2 separate regions of the Mus musculus genome follow, and region 2 is linked to region 1. Evidence: chromatin contacts called from public promoter capture Hi-C data. All regions are on one chromosome and are shown on one strand. The core of a region is the stretch at or near the end of the contact, and the rest is flanking DNA. Distances in the headings are between cores, read along the strand shown.

The links. Promoter capture Hi-C pulls out the DNA fragments that hold promoters and counts their contacts.
Region 2: a promoter capture Hi-C map of stem cell-derived epiblast-like cells shows a contact between it and region 1, with 2.8 times the contacts expected there. The contact joins the enhancer-like site here to the promoter of Prmt9 in region 1. A contact is called at or near these places in 8 of 39 promoter capture datasets (the 3T3-L1 cell line, 3T3-L1-derived adipocytes, the C10 cell line and 5 more), 1 of 484 Hi-C or Micro-C datasets (B cells) and 2 of 115 datasets of contacts at active chromatin or transcription factors (embryonic stem cells and large pre-B cells).

Annotation. Positions count from the first base shown.
Region 1 is chr8:77,547,637-77,551,212 of GRCm38.p6, reverse strand. It overlaps Prmt9 (protein arginine methyltransferase 9), which reads right to left and starts at 1,816. Exons shown (of 12, transcript NM_001081240.3): 1 at 1,477-1,816. The coding sequence starts at 1,665.
Region 2 is chr8:78,629,281-78,632,848 of GRCm38.p6, reverse strand. All of the region lies in intron 5 of Slc10a7 (solute carrier family 10 (sodium/bile acid cotransporter family), member 7), which reads right to left. Among named protein-coding and RNA genes, the nearest start is that of Gm39203, 44 kb to the left of the region's middle. Within about 2 kb of position 1,883, at least 60 of the 459 cell types and tissues checked have an H3K27ac peak or open chromatin away from gene starts, as enhancers often do. A contact at or near this core is called in B cells, where this site is marked.

The sequences.
Region 1 (3,576 bases), core at 567-3,066:
GGTTGGGGGCAGGATATGCCAGATAGAGACTGAGGGATGCTGGGAGAACCTGGAGGCCAGATCCACTTTGATATGTAAAATATGCACCTCAGTCCCTTGTCAGAAAACAGACACACTATTCTACTGCTGTCTACACAGAGGAACACACACTATTCTACTGCTGTCTATACAGAGGAACACACACTATTCTACTGCTGTCTACACAGAGGAACACACACTATTCTACTGCTGTCTACACAGAGGAACACACACTATTCTACTGCTGTCTTCTACACAGAGGAACACACACTATTCTACTGCTGTCTACACAGAGGAACACACACTATTCTACTGCTGTCTACACAGAGGAACACACACTATTCTACTGCTGTCTACACAGAGGAACACACACTATCTACAGCTGTCTGCACAGAGGAACACACACTATTCTACTGCTGTCTGCATAGAGGAACACACACTATTCTACTGCTGTCTACACAGAGGAACACACACTATTCTACTGCTGTCTGCATAGAGGAACACACACTATTCTACTGCTGTCTGCATAGAGGAACACACACTATTCTACTGCTGTCTACACAGAGGAACACACACTATTCTACTGCTGTCTACACAGAGGAACACACACTATTCTACTGCTGTCTGCATAGAGGAACACACACTATTCTACTACTGTCTACACAGAGGAACACACACTATTCTACTACTTTCTACACAGAGGAACAAACGACCCAACATACTAGCATATTTCCAAGTAAACCAACAGGTCCTGAAATTTCTTTGGACTACAAAAGCCTAATGCTACTGACATCTAGTGGGCAGAGGACAAACCGTGCTGTGAAACAGGAAGGAAGACACAGGACTGTCTGGTGCAAAATGTCACCAGTGTCAGGTTGAGAAACTCTGGACTAAACAAAGCAAGACTGTCCACAGCTTAAAACTGTATATGCAATTAAGTTACTTTTTGAAATTGAGATTCTAACATTAAAAAAAAAAAATACAGTAGTTCAACCGGTTAACTGATGCAAGTAAGACGAATCAACAAATATTAAAAGTTCCTTATGACTGAACACTTTATCCAACCTCAGGATACACAGCATTCTTTCTACACAAGATAATGCAACGCCTACAAGGCAGGGCTAATTTAAATTAGATACTGGAGGGGAAAAAGAACTACCCAGTCCTATCCCATTTAAAAGGCCTTTGGAATCTTAAGTGAGGCAGAAATTTTGAAACAGATGTGTGACAACTTTTGACTTTTGTTACTAAAACCTGGCTGTATTGAGATGGGCTGTAGGCTATAGTAATTCGATGCTTGGAGAGTCCGTCTCTGTCTCTGTATGTCTCGGTGTCTCTGTCTCTCCCTGTCTCTCGTCTCTGTTACACACACACACACACACACACACACACACCATACCCTGTTGTTCCTGCTCAGATCACAGGATTTGCTAGCCACTGAAAAAAATAAGGCCTCACCTTCACGTCGTCTTTTAGCTCTGGCGCCAGGCTGAGCACCAGAAGGTAATGGGCATAAGCAGTGCCGAAGTCCTGGTCACCTAGACAGTGCTCAGCACTCTGCAAGGACCGTGCCACCAGCCGGTCCCGGCCGGCCGCACCTGCGCCACCCCCGGCGCCCCGGCGGGGCCTGGGCCTCGAGTTCGGCATGGATAAGTCTCGCTCGGAAGCCCACGAAGGAGGATGGCCTCGTCCGGGAAAAGAGTCTCCACGGCGCGCTTCCCTGGGCCGGTCGCAGCAACTGGACGCACAGAGGCACTGGGTGCACACAGCAGGAAGCCCCGCCTTCCCAGCGGCGGACAGGGCTGCGCGCGCATCCTGCGGCGAAGCGCTGTGATGACGTCACACCAGGGAGCGCCCCGCGGCCCACTATGGTCTTGGAGTACTAGGCTGTAAAGTCATTTTCTGGAATGGGGTTTTTTGGCAGACTGCAACCAAAGGTTTCCACCCTCTCTCTGCCTCCTGGAGAGTGCGGCTGCGAATTCCAAACCCTGCTCTAGTCCTGCTTGTGCGAAGCTCCAGGCCTTCTGAATCTCATCGCACCAGACTCACTACTGCAAAACGAAATAAAAGCTCCTTAAATTAATCACTGTGTACTCTCCTAGTATTAAGTATTCTCACAAAACTCAGTGAGGTGGAACTTGGGATCACACTCTAAAAAAAAAAGGAAAAGGCCATCACGGAGAACTGCTTCAAGGTTGAACAGTGGGATGGGTACGGCCGAGTCTGAATTTCCTGATGACATGCACATTAACAAAGAAGACTGATGTCAAGTGTGGCCTCTAAGATATAAATCCAAACTTTTAAAGCAATGTATAGAAATTATAGCGAAAGCTATTTTTTGTTCCCATTTTGAAGAGATTAGCGGTGCATACAGTGGTTAACAATGTGAAATGGAGGATACACCATTTTGGATATTAAGCTAAAATTCTCCAGTTCTCCCAAGTCCATCCTTTATGTGTCTTTTTGCTTTCTCTAGTATCTTATTGTCTGATCCACTCTTGTAAGCAGATACCTATGTACCTAAGAAAGGTCTTCGAAGACAGGAACTAATCACAATTATTTGAATATGTACAGAACGACAATTTTAATATATCTTGCACTTGATGAAAAGTGTTTCTCCTGCTCTTTAATTTTGCCTATGTATTTTCCTAGCTATTCATATCGTCCTTGTTTGATGCTTTGTGTATTAAGCAATGTAGGATTTAACTATACAGTATTTAGTGAGATGGAAATACAGAGGCAGGCCTCTATACCTAATGGAACTGAGTAGAACATAAAGACTAATTGGCTTGTGGGAAGGGTTTTCTCGTTCCAGTCTAGCATCCCTCCCTTGAGACATTCAGACAGACCTAATAAAGCTCTCTTCCTGGCTTAATTCATAAGGGTGCTCTAACTATACAATGTAATAATCTAGAAAAGCATTTTACTTATATATACATAGTTAATGTAATTAATTGGCATTATCTAGAAACATTTAGAAATTATCTAAACCTTAAAAAATGTTATTACTCCCGTAAACATTTAACCAAAGATGTATAATGTTATTTGCATCCTGTATAATTTAGAGGTGATAGACTGAGGCTGGGTAGAGAGACACAGCCCAGTCCTTGACAGAGACTTTGGTTTGCAATGTTACAGAATCTAGACTCACCCAGAGTCCAACCTTTGGTCATAGCTGTGGGTGATTATCTTGATTGCTTTAATTGGGGTAGAAAAACTTACCTACTGTGGGTAAACACCTTTCCCTGGCTGCCATCCTGGACTGTATTAGTGGAGAAAGAAAACCCAGCAACAGTGTATACCCAGCACCCTCTGCTTCCTGACTGTGACAATGATTTGACCAGCGACTGCTGCTCTGGCTTCCCTACAATCTCTTTCTCCCTTAAATTGCTTTTGTCGGAGTCTTTTATCACAGCAACAGGAAAAGAAACTAAGAGAGAGAGAGTGGTGTTTGTTTGAACACTTGGTCCCGAACTGGTGGTGCTATTTGGGAAGATAGTAGAGTTTCCGGGGAGAAATTGGATCACTGGAGTCCAGCCTTGGGGTTTAGTAGGCTTA
Region 2 (3,568 bases), core at 634-3,133, 1.1 Mb before region 1:
AACTTATGTTGTGGGTGAAAGTTCTACAAATGCAGAGTTTGCCCAAATGTCCTAATATTCATTCTCAATAGGAAGCAAGTTGCAGTCAGTGAGAAAGAACTCCCAGCAGTGCCCAGTCACATACAGAAGACAAGACCTCAGGACAACCAAAGAGTCACATACAGGAGACCTCAGGACAACCAAAGAGTCACATACAGGAGACCTCAGGACAACCAAAGAGTCACATACAGGAGACCTCAGGACAACCAAAGGGCTGCAGGTATTGGCTCAGTGCTGGTGAATCTCAAAGGTCTTGCTAGGCAAGTCAGCTTTAGGTAAATGGAGGTGTTATTTTAAAGAACACTCTGCATACATTATCTTCCTTTGCTTCTGAGTACCCCCCCCCGCCCCCCGCCCCCCCCCCCGCCCCAGCAACACCCAGCAGGGGTTACCAGTTACTAGCCAGCCTCCTAGAAGATTCACCAAAATGAGAAAGCCAACCACTGTGACCAGGACTGTGTTTAGCAACACAGACACCTGGTTTAAATCCTGCTTACCACTCAGTGCTGCCTGCAAACCATGCAAGTCAGCTCACATCTTTGCACTTTGGTTTCCTGGGTATCACAGGAAAAGAGGTTTACCTTTCGGCGTTAGTGTCTATGTATGCTGTAGTGCAGCATGCAGTAAACATTCAAAACTGTTGTTTGGCATTATTATTATTATGGCTCTCTTTAGACAGATATCTGAAATAATAGAACAGTTTCACTTTTAAACGTCTGTAATCAAGGCAAACACAGAAGATAAAGAGAACAAGATTATCTTCAACGTCTACTTTTACACATGTGTATGTGTGCCATGTGTGTATACATGTACATATGTGTGTGGGTGGGTGCGTATGTGAACACGTGGAGTCCAGAGGTCAACACTGGGTGTCTTCCTTGCTTGAGGTAGGGTACTGTGGTGAACCTGGTGCCCAGTGATTCTGCTAATCAGCCCCTCCTTGGAATCTCCTTATCTGCCTCTTAGGTACGATGGTTACCGGTGGGCTTTCCTGTCCACTGAGCCTTATGATGCAGATCTGGAGCCCAATCCACAGTTGTATAGCAGGCAAGTCTTTAGCTACTGAGGCATCTCCCCAACCTTCACTGCATGTCTTTCCTGGCAATCTGACAGGTCAACTCTCCGGTCAGAATGCTGTCTCCATGAACGTCCACCTGAGGTTCATATACTGGGAGGGCTCTGCCGCAGATAAGGGAGGCTTGCTTACTCCTAAGGCTTGAGGAGTGACAGAGTCTAAAGTGAGGAATGTGAGCAGCATTATCTTTGATGTTACAGGGAGTGGCTTATTCCGAAGCATAGCTTAAGAGTCCTAATATGAACGTACCTCACAGCGATCAGTCAAATTCAGTTTTCACTTTCAACTCTTTATGAAACAGCCAATGATATTGCTAGGCATACCGTGTAACTGTTGGGACTGCTGGTGTGGTCAGGCAGTGCCACCGATGGGTCCCACAAGCTACATCAGGAGCTTGGAGTCTGAAACAGAAGCTAGACTGCAGCTCTAAAAACCAGGCTAACCCACCCAATTCAACTGAGGTAAAGGCCCTAAAAGTAATTTGCAAAACAATTTTCTTCATATGTTTAATAAATATGTGTCAGAATAAACAAAAATCACAGAAGCCGAAAGAAAAAAAAATCAATTAAAATAAAGTCACAGGGCATGGCGGAGAATTATTTCTGGCAGTTATTTGATATAATATGGTTAGCATTTCTCCTCAGTCAAATTAACACAATTTGCCACTGTAGACTTACAGTCACAACCGGCACGCTCCCACGAGGCTTGCTCTAAGACTCAGAGTTCCGAAGCCCTTTAAAGCTTAGAACAGCTTGGCCGTTCTCTTCTGTATCCAGTAAAGAGGAAACCACACTTCAGAAAAGACAACACACTGCCTCTGCCGTGCCTCACGGCTGGCCGCTATTCCCTCCTCAATTTCTCTTTCAAAGATCTTGCTTAGGAACCAGACGATGTATTTGTGCTATCTTTCTTACTGATCTACCCCCATCCTATCGCCACATTGATGACTGAAAAGAAAGAGCAGACTGGAGTCAGCTTCTGTTTCTAACAGAGTCAGCGGCCTGAGCTGCTCTCTCAGGCACTGGAGGTCAGGTCAGAACTGTCAGTGTTTTCCCTTCAAGGCCAGGCAGGCACAGCAAAAGGACCCAGAACTGCCGGGCATACGGAGGCAGCGTTAGAATCCCGCTGGTTCACTTCCCCCTTCCTTCACAGAACTCAGGGTGCATCTGCAAGAAAACTTGCTTTTATGAAAACAAGCGTTTATTTTGCACTACTCTTCTTTGCTTCACGCTTCACGCTCTTTCCTGTTTCCTGCTGTGGTGTGCATAGGAAGTGTCCCCCACAGGCTCCCAAGTGTTTGAAACTTGGCTCCCAGCTGGTGTTTTTGGAAGTTGGGGACTCAAGCATCAAGAGTGGGTGGGTCTTCAGGGTTCCAGACCACCCCTATTTTTGGAATCACTTTCTGCTTCCTGCTCTGACAAGATGTAAAGAAGCCATGTGGCAAGCTCCTGCCACCACAGTCTGGAATGCCCTAACCCCAACCACTCCTTTCCCACAATTACCCTCTAGTCTTCTCTTCTTTCAGGTAGAGTGTGTGTGTGTGTGTGTGTGTGTGTGTGTGTGCGCACACGCTTGTGTGTGTGACCGCTACAAAAAACAAAAAAATCACTAATACTCATCTTTCCAAGTGCTTACTTGGAAAGAAGGGAGAGAGATAAAGTCAGTAAGTCATATCACGGCCAGGGAAAGATGATCTAGCAATCAACCTCAGAGGTTAATTTGGCCATTTTCCTGGTAACTTGAGAAAGCAATCTATGTTCTTTGCAAGAAAAGAAAGTAAAAATAACCACATTTGTGAATGGCATGCATAACAGTGCCTTAATACAAATCCCTCAGATTTAGGTTTTGAAACAAACTCAGACTCCCCTAACCAAATGTTCTCCTCAGTGCATTCATATTTATCTCCCTCTAGAACTGAGGTTCCAAGGATGGACACAGCTCATTCCTGAACGGACTTCTCAGATTCCTCACTCATTATCTTACAGTGCAGCAGGAATGTGACATAATGCAAATAAGGAGTCACAGGACAGAATAAAGGCATCCAAATCCACCTCTTACAGCCACAGCGGGACTCGGGCGGCGCATCCTTCTCTGCTGCTGTGCCAAGACACCCAAGGAAAGAGGGTTTACAGTTTGAGCTGTTCTTACATTTATTTTTCTCTGTGTGAGTGTTTGCCTGTGGAGGTGGGAGGGCACATGAGACTTTCTGGAACTGGAGTTATAGATGTTATGAGTGGTCGTGCGTGTGCTGGGAACTGACCCCAGGCCTTCTACAGGTGTCCCCAAGCCTTCTCTCTAAGCCACTGAGACATTTCTCTTAGCCACTGAGCTACCTCTCTGGGCCCTGCTACCACATTCCTGAATTTCATTTTACTGACTTGTATCACAGAAGTGTTGTTTTTGATCTTAGTGGGTATCTCTGGCAAATGCTTAGGAAGTCAAAGCCAGGAACCA